Regions from separate parts of the Mus musculus genome. Here region 2 is linked to region 1. Evidence: chromatin contacts called from public Hi-C data. All regions are on one chromosome and are shown on one strand. The core of a region is the stretch at or near the end of the contact, and the rest is flanking DNA. Distances in the headings are between cores, read along the strand shown.

Region 1 (5,781 bases), core at 359-2,858:
TGTCTTACATCCTCACTGTCTCTAGTGATTCTATATGCTGTCCCCTGGGCTGTGCTGGTGTGATGCAGTGGTCATGAAGGCTGACCGCAGTGTTTCCAACCTCTGTCTGTTGCCATCTCCCCCTGCCCACCCTGCACCACTGAGTGGATTTCCTGCCCCTCTACTCTCCCAGTTGCTGGCACCAGCACAGAGCTGCAAAGTGTCCTGAGGTCACTTCCTAGGATCTCCAGCTAGAGGGTGAGCATATTGATGGGATCATGGCCTCCACATGAGAGAAAACAGCTTCACGGGGATTTCCTACCATCGGCAGACATGTCTGACCTTGAACACCAGGCCACCTTTCCTTTCACAGACTACCAGTGTACCCACTGCTTGCTCCCACCAAGCCCCATCTTCTTTTCCTCCTTCTCCTCTCCCTCCTCCTCTTCCTTCTCCTCCTCCTCTTCCTCCTCCTCTTCTTCCTCCTCTTTCTCCTCCTCTTCCCTCTCCTCCTCTTCTTTCTTCTCCTCCTCTTCCTCCCCCCTCCTCCTCCTTCTCCTCCATCTCCTTTGTAAAAGGGCAGAAGTAACCAGCTACATGGATTGCAGGCTTACAGCAGTGCTCTCTATAGGTGCTTTACAGGGTAGCCTGTCCCATCCTCGGGGTAACATTGTGAGATAAGTCAGCACCATATTATTCCATTTCACAGATAAGGAAACCAAAGCCTAGAGACGTTAAACAACCTGTCCAAGGTCACACGGTAAGCCACAGAGAGAGCTTAACTGGCTACAGAATCCAGCATGGTCATGACAGCTTTATTCATTACCTGTCTCAGATACTGCTCATTCGTTCCTCCCTTGGAGAGACTTCCAGCTTACATAAGATAGGATTCTAGTTCTCCACGAATCCACTGTGTGGGTCTGAGAAGCTATGTTTTTCTATTGCTGAATAGCAAATAACCACAAACATGCCACCCCCCAGCCACTGATCCCCAATAACCACAAACATGGCCCCCAGCCACTGATCCTCAATAACCACAAACATGGTCCCCCAGCCACTGATCCCCTGCCAGTGTCTGGAGGCCGGGCATCCGGGTGTGGCTGCATGGTGGGGGCTCTGCTCAGGGTCTCACAAGACTGACACCGAGATGCCACTAGAGCTGTGCCCTCATCAGAAGGGGGACCCTTGCCAAGCTCCCTGGCTCCAGCCAGAGTTCACTCATTCACATGCGGAGCGCTGTGCGGGTCACACCTGCATGTTGGCACACTCCACAACGAGACTTTCGCCAAGAAACGATTGGCCTTCTCTTCTTTAGTAATCAGGGAACGGAAGACGCTGCATTTGCTGTGTTGCATCGCCAAAGGCAGTTTTCGGGGTATTTGTGTTGGGTGTGTTTTCTAAATTACTGCTTTGTGTGCTTTCTGGAAGCACGATGCATATGCTTTGGCCTCGGAGAGATTTGCATTTTGGAGCCAGCAGGTTGGCTTCCAGTGAGTAGGAGACACCACCACCGCTGAGAAGGAATTGGGGGTGTTGTAAATTTGAGGAAACTCCTGTCACACATCCTCCTGGGCACCTCTTCCCTTAAAGGGATCAGTCATAGCCCATTACCTCACATCTCCTCAAGGCCCACGCAAACACTGGTTACTGTGACTGACTACCGACTCAGAAACAAATGGAACACGAGTCATGATTATAACGATGTCCTGTCCGTGTATGTGCTAGAGCCACAGCATGCATGCTAATTCCTAAGCTTTGTGTCCTCTGGTGAGGTTGTGGTGTGAGGTTTCCCCCATCGTAGTCATGAGGCAGCTGCTGCTCAGAGCTGTCAGCTCACACAGTTTGGAGATCTCTAAGACAGCATTGAAAGCCAAGCCTGTGCCTTACTCTTCCCTCATGATCTGACTCCAATATGACCATCATAAACTCAGGCTTTGAATGCTTGTTCCCACAGCTGGGAGGCTGCAGAGTCTTCAAGAAGCAGGCCCTGTGTAAAGGAAGGAGGTAAAGGTGGACTGCTAGAGGTGGCTCTTTAAAGGCTGGGGCCCCTACTTCCAGCCCTGTTCTTTCTGCTCACTGGGTCACCAAGATGTGAAGAGCTTCAGGCATCATAAACTTTAGTCTCCTTTTCCCGCCCTGGTGGACTGATGCCTTCTGATACCATGAACCAATCTAAAAATCTTTTATACTTGTTTAAGTCCCTTAAACGTATTTGGTTCAGGTCTTATGGTAAGGTTATACAAATACAGGTAGCACATCACCCCCAAGCAATAAAAGTGGCCCAGGCAGCCTTTTTCTATGTTTGTCTGATGAGAATTCTGGCAAGACGACTGTACACATCTCCTTACCTGTGGTCCCCACAGCCCTGGTCTTCTTGCCTCTTGCTCTGAGAAAGAGCTGAGATACTGTGCCCTGGGTAGTATTACTTCCAACGGTTGGCCTACAGCAGAAAGGACTTTGAAAGTGGCAAAGGCAAAGGCAAAGGCGACCAAGCCCTCCACCAGTTCTGTGACTCCTCCCCCCACCTTCTGCTAAGCTCTTCGTCTTTAAGTGATGGCTAAGGCAAGGAGACGCTTGGCAAGAAAGAACTGCACGAGGCAGTTGTCCCCTCTACCCACAGCAGAGCCGTCAGGAACATGTGATGTTGTATCCTGTCTGAAGTCATAACACTCCAAAGCCAGAGCTCTGTGTTTGGGACTGGTAGATATTCCATCCCGAGAGCATATTTGTCTTCAAAGACTCACCTCTCGAGTCCTGATGCACACTGATGTTTTCTTGTCCCCTGAAAGGCTCCTCCGCAAACGTACACTCAGAACCATTTTTCCCAAGTGCACTAAAATCACCCCGACCTTGTTTTCTCTTTCCCTTTGGGTTACGGCAGTATTTAAAAGGCTTTTCTGAAGAGTGAAGCCTTATCTAATGTAGAGTTCTCCGGTTCCCCATCACAGAGATCCAGGCTGCAGGGACTCACATGTTCCTCCTGCATTCCTTGTCCCTAAACATTTAAGCCATCCCTACACTCTGGCTACACACTGGCACCTCCTCTTAAAGGCTGAGAAGAAAGCGGCTGGACCCAAGGTCTTTAATCAAGGCCTCCGTCCATCAGCCAATAAGGGCAAGAGGCATTCCCCTCCATACTCTAAAAGGGCTGGACTGCTTGATCAAGAGTGTTTGGAGAGTAGACAGTCCAGGTTAGTGAAGCAGGATGCCAGCTTCTGTATCCTGACACACACACACACACACACACACACACACACACACACCACTCCTTGCTAGCTACAGGGGAAAATATGTGCACATATGAATGTGTGCACACAAATGGGTGTATAGGGGCACATGCGTATTTAAATTTATACATAAATGGAAGGTTACTCTTACCACCAAAATTCTCTCTTCCTGGAGCAAGTCTGTTGGGGTGAAGATGGGGCACACTAAAATTAGTGGGAGCAGATTCTCATCAGGCCGGGTGATCTTTCCACTTGGAGACTGCAGTGGAGTCTTTCTAACTGAGCAGAGGCTTTGGATAGGTCCAGGAGGAGGAAGGAGGCAGCTGCTGGATGGACCCTGCCATAGCGCCCCCTACAGGTCACTCTTGGAATCAAGCCTCGTGGCTGCAGCCTTTTGCTCCGCCCCACTCTGCTACCCCTAACCAAACCCAACCTCTCTTCTCTAGGGCCCTCTGGTGAACCTATGAGGCTTCTCACCAAGGGTGGTGAGAATGACTCAGTAGTCACCACGGCTCTCCTCAGACGTCAGACACAGTTCCTGATGCACCTTGTGTCTGTATTAGTTGCTCACAAGTTGCTGAGACAAGATGCCTGGCAAACACGAGTCAAAGGAGAGAGGGATTGATTTGAGCTCACAGCATGGGAAATACAGTCCACTGTGGGTGGGAGGGCACGTCGGCAGGAACGGGAGGCGGCTGGTCATAGTCCGGAAGCAGAAGGAGATGGCTGCTGTGCTCAGCTTGCTTTTAATTTTTTAAAAGATTTATTTATTATTATACATTAGTACACTGTAGCTATCTTCAGACACACCAGAAGTGGGTGTCAGATCTTATTACAGATGGTTGTGAGCCACCATGTGGTTGTTGAGATTTGAACTCAGGACCTTCGGAAGAGCAGTCAGTCCTCTTACCCGCTGAGCTATCTCTCCAGCCCCCATTGCTTCCACCTCCCCCTTCTTTGGTTTTTCAAGACAGGGTTTCTCTGTATAGCCCCGGCTATCCTGGAACTCACTTTATAAGCCAGGCTGGCCTCGAACTCAGAAATCCACCTGCCTCTGCCTCCCGAGTGCTGGGATTAAAGGTGTGCACCACCACCGCCCGGCTCTGCTTTTAATTTTTAATTCAATCCAAGATCCCAGCCCATAAGATGGTGCTGCCCACATTATAGGGTGGGTCTTTCTCCCTCAATTAACCCATTTTAGAAATTCTCTCCCAGATATGCCCAAAGGTTTATCTCTTTAGTGATTCCAAACCCTGATAATGGTCAGCATTAGGCATCACACTTGGTTGGGCCCATCTGTTGCACACTTTGAAGCTTCTGGGTCAGATCTAATTAATGAAGATGGATGGAGTGATCGCAACTGAGGTCCCAAGCATATTCTGCTTTCTGCGCCTTACATAGGTCCCTCCCTCTGGAGTGCCTTTCCTTTCCACCCCAACACTTTGCCCAGTTTCCCAGTCAGAACCAACTCTCCTTGTACACATCTCCATCATAACCACACTGCCTACAGCATCATGACGTCAAGGCTTATCTATCCATCTCACATATTCATTCAGGGAGCGTGCATCTGCCCTCGTTTGAGCCAGCTTGCTGTCACTGTGACGGCATGCCTGAAATGAACTTACGAAGAAGCCTATTTGGCTCATGGTCTTGTCGGTTTCAACCCATGGCTGCTTGACTCTGTTGCCTTGGGTCTGTGGCAGCATGATACAGTGGAGAGAACCTGTCTATCTCATATGCCTACCCATCACCTAACTTCTTCCCATCCTCTTAAAGATCCCTTTAGCCCTTAGTAACACCACAGGCCAGTGACAAGCTTTCCTCGCAGTTGCCCTGGAGGAAGACACTTAAGATTCACACCATAACTCCCCTTACACGGACACTTTCTTATACAACACCTGTGCAAGCGCCAGTGGATAGTCGAGAGACATCTTTAACCTCACAGCTCACACACTCTAAACAGAAAGAGCACCTAAGGCCAAAATCAAGGTGTCACAGCTAGGTGAGGTAGTGTGGGACTCAGGGCTTGAACACCTTAGTGCATGCCCAAGGCTCTGGGCTCCTTAACTGGTACTGTGGAAATATAAGAAACGGGGTCCAGGTAGTTGCTGGACTGTCTCGGGACACTCTAGGGAAGGACTCGTCCAGTGGGCGCTGGTAAGTTTCAGCTCCTGAGTCCTTCTGTCTCTTTTGTGCTTGGCCCTTGCCCATGAGTGTCCACATCCTCTTATAATCTGTCTTGTAGACGTACATGCTCATTAGATACAAGGCATACTCTAGCCTAGCCTTATTTGACCTTGACTGTTACCCCAATGACATCGACAGAGACTCCGCCCCCAAAGCTTCTGGATTCTGAGTGTAGTAAGTTTGAGTGGAACCGCTGCCCCTCTAACAACTGTGACCTTCATGTTATTCTGCTGGGTCTAGATAGCAGTGGAAACTGAGGCCCAGAGAGGCAGTGTGTCTGGAGCATCCCTAGCTGGGCTTGGCCAAGCAAAGATAAGTTGAGTCATGGCCCCAATGTGAGTACCTTTCCTCCATCCATGTTCCTCCTGCTAGAAGCGCAGGGCTGAGC
Region 2 (5,598 bases), core at 494-2,993, 84 kb before region 1:
CGAAGCCTGTTGGAAGTCTTTAGGAACCGGGGGATGCAATTTGGCCATGATGTAATGGTGAGGCTGTGGAATCGCTCTGGTGTTTGCTACAAGGTTTCAAGGTTGGCATCTGGTTGCTCTCCTCCGCCAGCCCTGGTTATGTCATTCTCCTGTGAGAAAGAACTGTAGGTGAGAGAAGGGAGATGCAGGCTGGCCCCAGGATAATGCTTTGATTTTTGTAAGCAGAGAGTGTTTTGGCGTTCCAGAACTAGCTAAGAGCTGGCATTTTGCTGAGAAGCAAGAGCCCTAAAAAGGGACACCGAATGGATATTCCCACCATCCAGCTGTTCCTCAGACAGGGAAAAGTTAAGTGGCGTTTCATCTGAGTGCGGGTTGCGCGGTGGACTGGGCGTGCTATGGAAGCCAGAGTGCCCTGCTCGTGCACTTCACTTGAAAATCGAAAGGCTGGTATCCTTATGACTAAATGGTTGTAGAGATGCAACAGGAGGTGTTTTGGTTTTTTTCTTTTTCTTTTCCTTTTTTCCTCCTAAGAGGCTCATGCCTGCAGACATGGAAGTGGCTTTGGGGGTCACTCAGTATCTTTAAAAACACACAACACCAGCAGCTCCCTGTGCCCATGGGAACTTTGCACCTGCCATGTGCCCATGCCCATGGCTGGCAGTGGGTAGGTAATAGGAGGACAGAGGAGGAGGGTCTGGGTTGTTCCTGTCAGCTCTGCTGATGGTTTTCAGAACCCTTACCGTGGGCCCTTGGTGACTGTATAATCAGAAAGCACGTTAATGGGTTTTGACTTGAGCTCACCTGTGGGTCACATGCCCATCTAAGTTAGTTTGACTTTATGTGAATGAGGCAGGTGGGGAAAAAAGAGAGAGACTCCTGAATAAGCTTCCTGGGCATTTACTTATCTATAATAGCACCTCAGTCCTGAAGAGAGAGAGAGAAAGAGAGAGAGAGAGAGAGAGAGAGAGAGAGAGAGAGAGAGAGAGAGAGAGAGAGAGAGAACGTGCAATTTTGTCTTTGTGAGGTTTGGCTTTCATTTGTCCCCTCCTTTTGGGGTCTCTAAACACTGTTTTTCTAGAAGCCCTCAGCAGAGCTGGTCTGGTTACTTCTTTTGCTGTGGCTTCTATTATGTTCCTAAAGGGGAGCCTGGAGTTGTTGTGAGCTAATTTTCAGGTATGGCTGGCTGCCTTCCTCCCGTCCCTCCCGACCTGGCACCAGAGAGATGCGCGGAAGCTGGGAGTCTTGGGGCTTTCTGTTCTTCCAGGTTAGGGTTGCTCCTGTGATTCTTGTTTGCCTGCACTGGTACCACTCAGGGGAACCAGACCCTAAGAATACCTGGTGCAGTTACGTCGTCACTTTCCACACTGAGATTTTTGAACGCAATGAGTATTTATCTTTCAAAATACAACCATATAAGTCACTTTTAGCTAAAGTACATTATGGACATTAAGAGCATGCCAGTATGCCTTTAACAATATTACCACAAGCGATTTCAGGAAAATGCCACCTTTTATGTCCTGGTTCCCCCCATCCCCCAAGAGACTGTTAGATCCATTTTCAATTTTTTAAATTTCTTTTTGGAAATGAATAAAGGAAGCGTATCAAGTCTTTGCTGGGTATTTTGTTGCAGACGAGACCACTGGGTTGGTGCCATGTGACGAGGCAAACTTGGGTTTTCCTAGAGGGTTAAGACAGAGTGTCATTTAAACAAACTATTAACTCGCTGGGTACCCTGTGTGAGCGGGCATGGTTGCTATGTAACAGAATCTAGAAAGTGAACTGCTGGAAATCGGCTCTCGGCACTTCGCAGGATCTTCTTTCGGAATTTCTGTTGAAAGAGCTCTTGGCAGTGGGCCCATCGCCTCTCTCCTGTTGCAAGTGAGTTGGATAATCCTAAGGAGAACTGTAGGCCAGCCTCGCCAAGGGCATCCGTGCCGGGTGGTGCATTTCACAGCCCCAGAGGCCACCTCTTGGGTTGATGGGGTCACAACTGGTTTTGACAGGTGGACAGAAGGAGGCTTGGTTTTTTTAAAAAAAAAAAAAACAAAAAACAAAAAAAAACTCCCAAAATACAGAGCTAAGCATTTGTTTCAGTTCATCTTGTTGTAGAAAGGGGGTCGTTTGAAGTAGCATTTCTAAAGCACTTTCCTCGGGGTACCCAGCTCTGGGAAAGTGTATTTAAAATGCTTGCTGTTCTTTGAAGGCAAAATATAGCAGTTTGCTTCTCTGAAAATGTTTTATCTGATGAATGACTAATATTAGATTCAATTGGCTGCTTTGCAGTGCATAGAATAAAACAATTAAGAGCCATTACACCCAATTTAAATAGGTGTTAACTGTATAGAACATAACATGCTTACACCCATTAGGATGGATGCTCGCCGCCTTGAGTTTATTGTTTATTTGGGGTGTGTGTACCTGTGTACCTGTGGAGAATGTGTTTTCCTCGGTCGTTCCCTGCCTACCTTCCAGTCTCTGCCCTCCCAGTGCTGGGATTGCAGGCTCACGCTGCTGAGCTCAGCATTTTTCCATGGATGGTGGGGCTCTGAACTCCGATGCTCGTGCTTTTATAGGGAGTACGTTTGATTAACTGGACCCTCTCCCCTGCCCCCCACTGGCAAGGTACAGAAAGTGTCTTCCTTTGGTGCCAGAGATGGAGAAGCAGTCCTTGTCTGCTGCAGTTATTAAAAGGGGGAGATGGGAAGGATCAGACTCCATGTTTATAAATCTTCATAGCTACACACAGATTGTATTTCCTTCTCTGATCACTACAATAGATAGCTGCCCGGGTCCTGGCATCTCCTCTTTACAAAACACTGAAAACTCTTTGGAAAAGTTTGCATTACCTTAGGAGTGGTGTGTACAGGGACTCCAAGGAGATGCTAGACACTGTTGCTCTGCAAAATAACTTTTGTCTTTTGACACTGGCTTTCCCGTTCGCTCTGCTCCTATCTTATTTGCTTTGAAAGAGGGGATTTCCAAATGGCAGAGAGGGTGGAACCCAGGCGTGTGTCGACATCTCCAAGGCCCCTCACTCTACCTCCGCAGTGGGATGAAGGACCATGCCTTTGTCTAACCCAAAAGGCGGGGCTTTACGGCTCCTCCTAAAAATTACTGTGTGGAATCACCAAGAGATTAGTTACACATGAGGATGGGGTGGTAGAAATTAGTTATTGATTGGCTATCATTTACTATCTTTCCACTGTCTTTAAAGATGCCTCGGGAGGGTCCCTGGAGTTGAGATTCTGATTCATTTCATAATACTGTGTTTGTTTCCTGAATGTTTGTGGCTTTCCAGAACTAGTTTGATGTCAGCCAGAAGTCCTAGTTGGCCTGGTTTTCACACCATGAGGACTAACTGCATATCATCTTGGTGTGAGGTGGACCTGCATCTCCACACTCTTCCCCTAACTCCTCAATCCCAATGGCACCTTTTAGAGATCTTATAGGCCCTAATTTGTGACTTCCTGGCTGCCAGGGAGTATGTAGCACATGGGCTTGGCAGGTGGGAATTGCTCACTGGAAGTCTGCCTGCCCACCCTGTAAGCCACATGGAGCACAGAAGGTCAAACTCAGGGCCTTGGAAACATTCACTGGGTATTTTATGTATTCGTCTGGTAGTCACTCCCGTGTAATACAGGATGATAGGGATGTCCCTGTCCTTTGTCCTTTTCATCCCCATCGTATGGCTGACCTTAAGAGATGACTTCTTATGCTAAGTCTGGTTAGCAGCCCATGTCAGGGGACTTACTTATTGTGTGGCTAATTTTGATTGTCAATTTGCTTTATCTGGGGAGAAGGAGCCTCATTTGGGGAATTTCCTCCATGGAATTGGTCTGTGGGCATGTCTGGGGGGCGGGGCATTTGCTTAATTGAGAATTGACCTAGGGGAGGCCAGCCTACCATGGGCGGTACCAACCCTATGCTACATAATAAAGATAGTTGAGCATGAGCCCAGAAGCAAACCAGTTAGCAGCGTTACTCCCTGATCTCTGCATCAGTTCCTGCCTCTAGGTCCCTGCCTTGTTCTTCTGCCCTGGCTTCCCTTGCTATAAACTGTAATCCATAAGCCAAACAAACTCTTCCCTCTCTCAGTTGCTTTTGGTCAGTGTTTTATCAGAGCAACAGAGAAGAGAGCAAGGGCATTTACTTGAATTCCATATCTTTAAGACCAAACCATTGAAAGGTTCCTAGCAGTAGATTCTCCCCCAACTCTGTGTGTGTATGTGTGTGTGCCTGTGAATGCATATTGCATGCATATGCATATGTATGTACCACCGTATTTTCAACTTTAAAGCTCTCTAATCATAAAAGACTCAGAATTAAGCTATGCCTAGTATGATTTCAGCAATGAATTATACTTGTTGGGAAGTTCTAACAACCCACGTGGATTAGAAGGACACATACATTGGCTGTGGTCAGAGTTCAAAGGGCCCAAATCCATCACCTCTTTCCATTCTTGTGGTTGCAAGAGCCTAGTCTCATGGCAAGCCTTGTGTGCTCCACACTGGTCTACTTGAACTATGGTCCTTGGCTCCACATGCACACCCATGCTTGCATGTACATGCACACTCCACATAGATCAGACAAGCCGGGAACTCATTCTGTCTGGTAGGTCCAGGGAGCCGGGTGTTAAGTGATCTTTCAAATACGAATTAGCCCATATTGTTTGGGTTGGATATCAGGGCAGCTGACATCTGGGATATGACACAGGTGCCACCAATACATCTCAGCATGTTGATGCCCCATAGTGCAGGTTAGCAGGTTCAGGTAGAATCCCCTAAGAAGAGACAGCATCCCTAAAGCTACAGGGTGGCCATCCGCAGCGGCAGAGTACATCCCCACAGATCCAAACTATCATCCCTGTACTCCCTAGCTGGGACCACCTCTCTAACACAGAAGCTGCCGGAAGACCCGGACTCAGAATGCTGCTTCTACCCTGTGAGGCTGCACGAGACCTAAATGATCTTGCTCATTTGATGAACCTCAGCTCTGAGCGGTGGCATGCAGGCTGTGCTCTGCAGGTCTTCCTGCTTCCCCCTCAGAATCCTCAGCCCCCGCAGACATGAAAGAAGCTGGATGGAGTCTGAGTTGAGTTTGGCAACAGCAACTGTTCAAGCAGGTGGCTTCTGTGTAAAAGGAAATCATTGGTTCTAAATTTATTCTGGTGGCTTTGTTGAGGTGGTGCTAGACCACTGGGTCGGGCTCCTGAAAAGCCCTTGACCCCTTATCCCTCTGATCAATGAGGACCTTCACCCTGGAGTTTGTAACAGGCTTCTAGACCATACTGTCAGGCTGGAGGACAGAGATTAGTTGCCAAGGGGATTTTCCACTCACTCTCTAGTCCCTGTCCCCTTCTATCTCACCACAAGCTTAGGGACCCATGAAGAGAGGACAAGGCCTTCCTCTCTCAATATTGCCTCAGCTGTACCAAATGTTCGAAGCACATGAGTCGTTTGTTATGAGCCATGTGGCCTCTGGAAGGAAGTCAGCCCAGGGCTCAGATGTTCCATTCACCTTCTGACATGTCATTGTGGCTTTCTGAGCACACCTCTGAGGTATGTGACAAAGCTCCTCGGTGTTCCAGGACCTCCTTAA

Evidence for each region. A called contact is a pair of places that touch in the nucleus more often than the background predicts.
Region 2: a Hi-C map of forebrain shows a contact between it and region 1, with 2.6 times the contacts expected there. The contact joins two enhancer-like sites. A contact is called at or near these places in 9 of 484 Hi-C or Micro-C datasets (brain, cerebellar granule neurons, cerebral cortex and 4 more) and 2 of 115 datasets of contacts at active chromatin or transcription factors (forebrain and neural progenitor cells).

The regions. Positions count from the first base shown.
Region 1 is chr4:142,386,463-142,392,243 of GRCm38.p6, reverse strand. It overlaps Gm42339 (a long non-coding RNA gene), which reads left to right. Exons shown (of 2, transcript XR_003955298.1): 2 at 1-5,781. Among named protein-coding and RNA genes, the nearest start is that of Gm42339, 64 kb to the left of the region's middle. Within about 2 kb of position 1,608, at least 20 of the 459 cell types and tissues checked have an H3K27ac peak or open chromatin away from gene starts, as enhancers often do. A contact at or near this core is called in cortical neurons and forebrain, where this site is marked.
Region 2 is chr4:142,470,441-142,476,038 of GRCm38.p6, reverse strand. No RefSeq gene overlaps it. Among named protein-coding and RNA genes, the nearest start is that of Gm42339, 20 kb to the right of the region's middle. Within about 2 kb of position 1,743, at least 24 of the 459 cell types and tissues checked have an H3K27ac peak or open chromatin away from gene starts, as enhancers often do. A contact at or near this core is called in cortical neurons and forebrain, where this site is marked.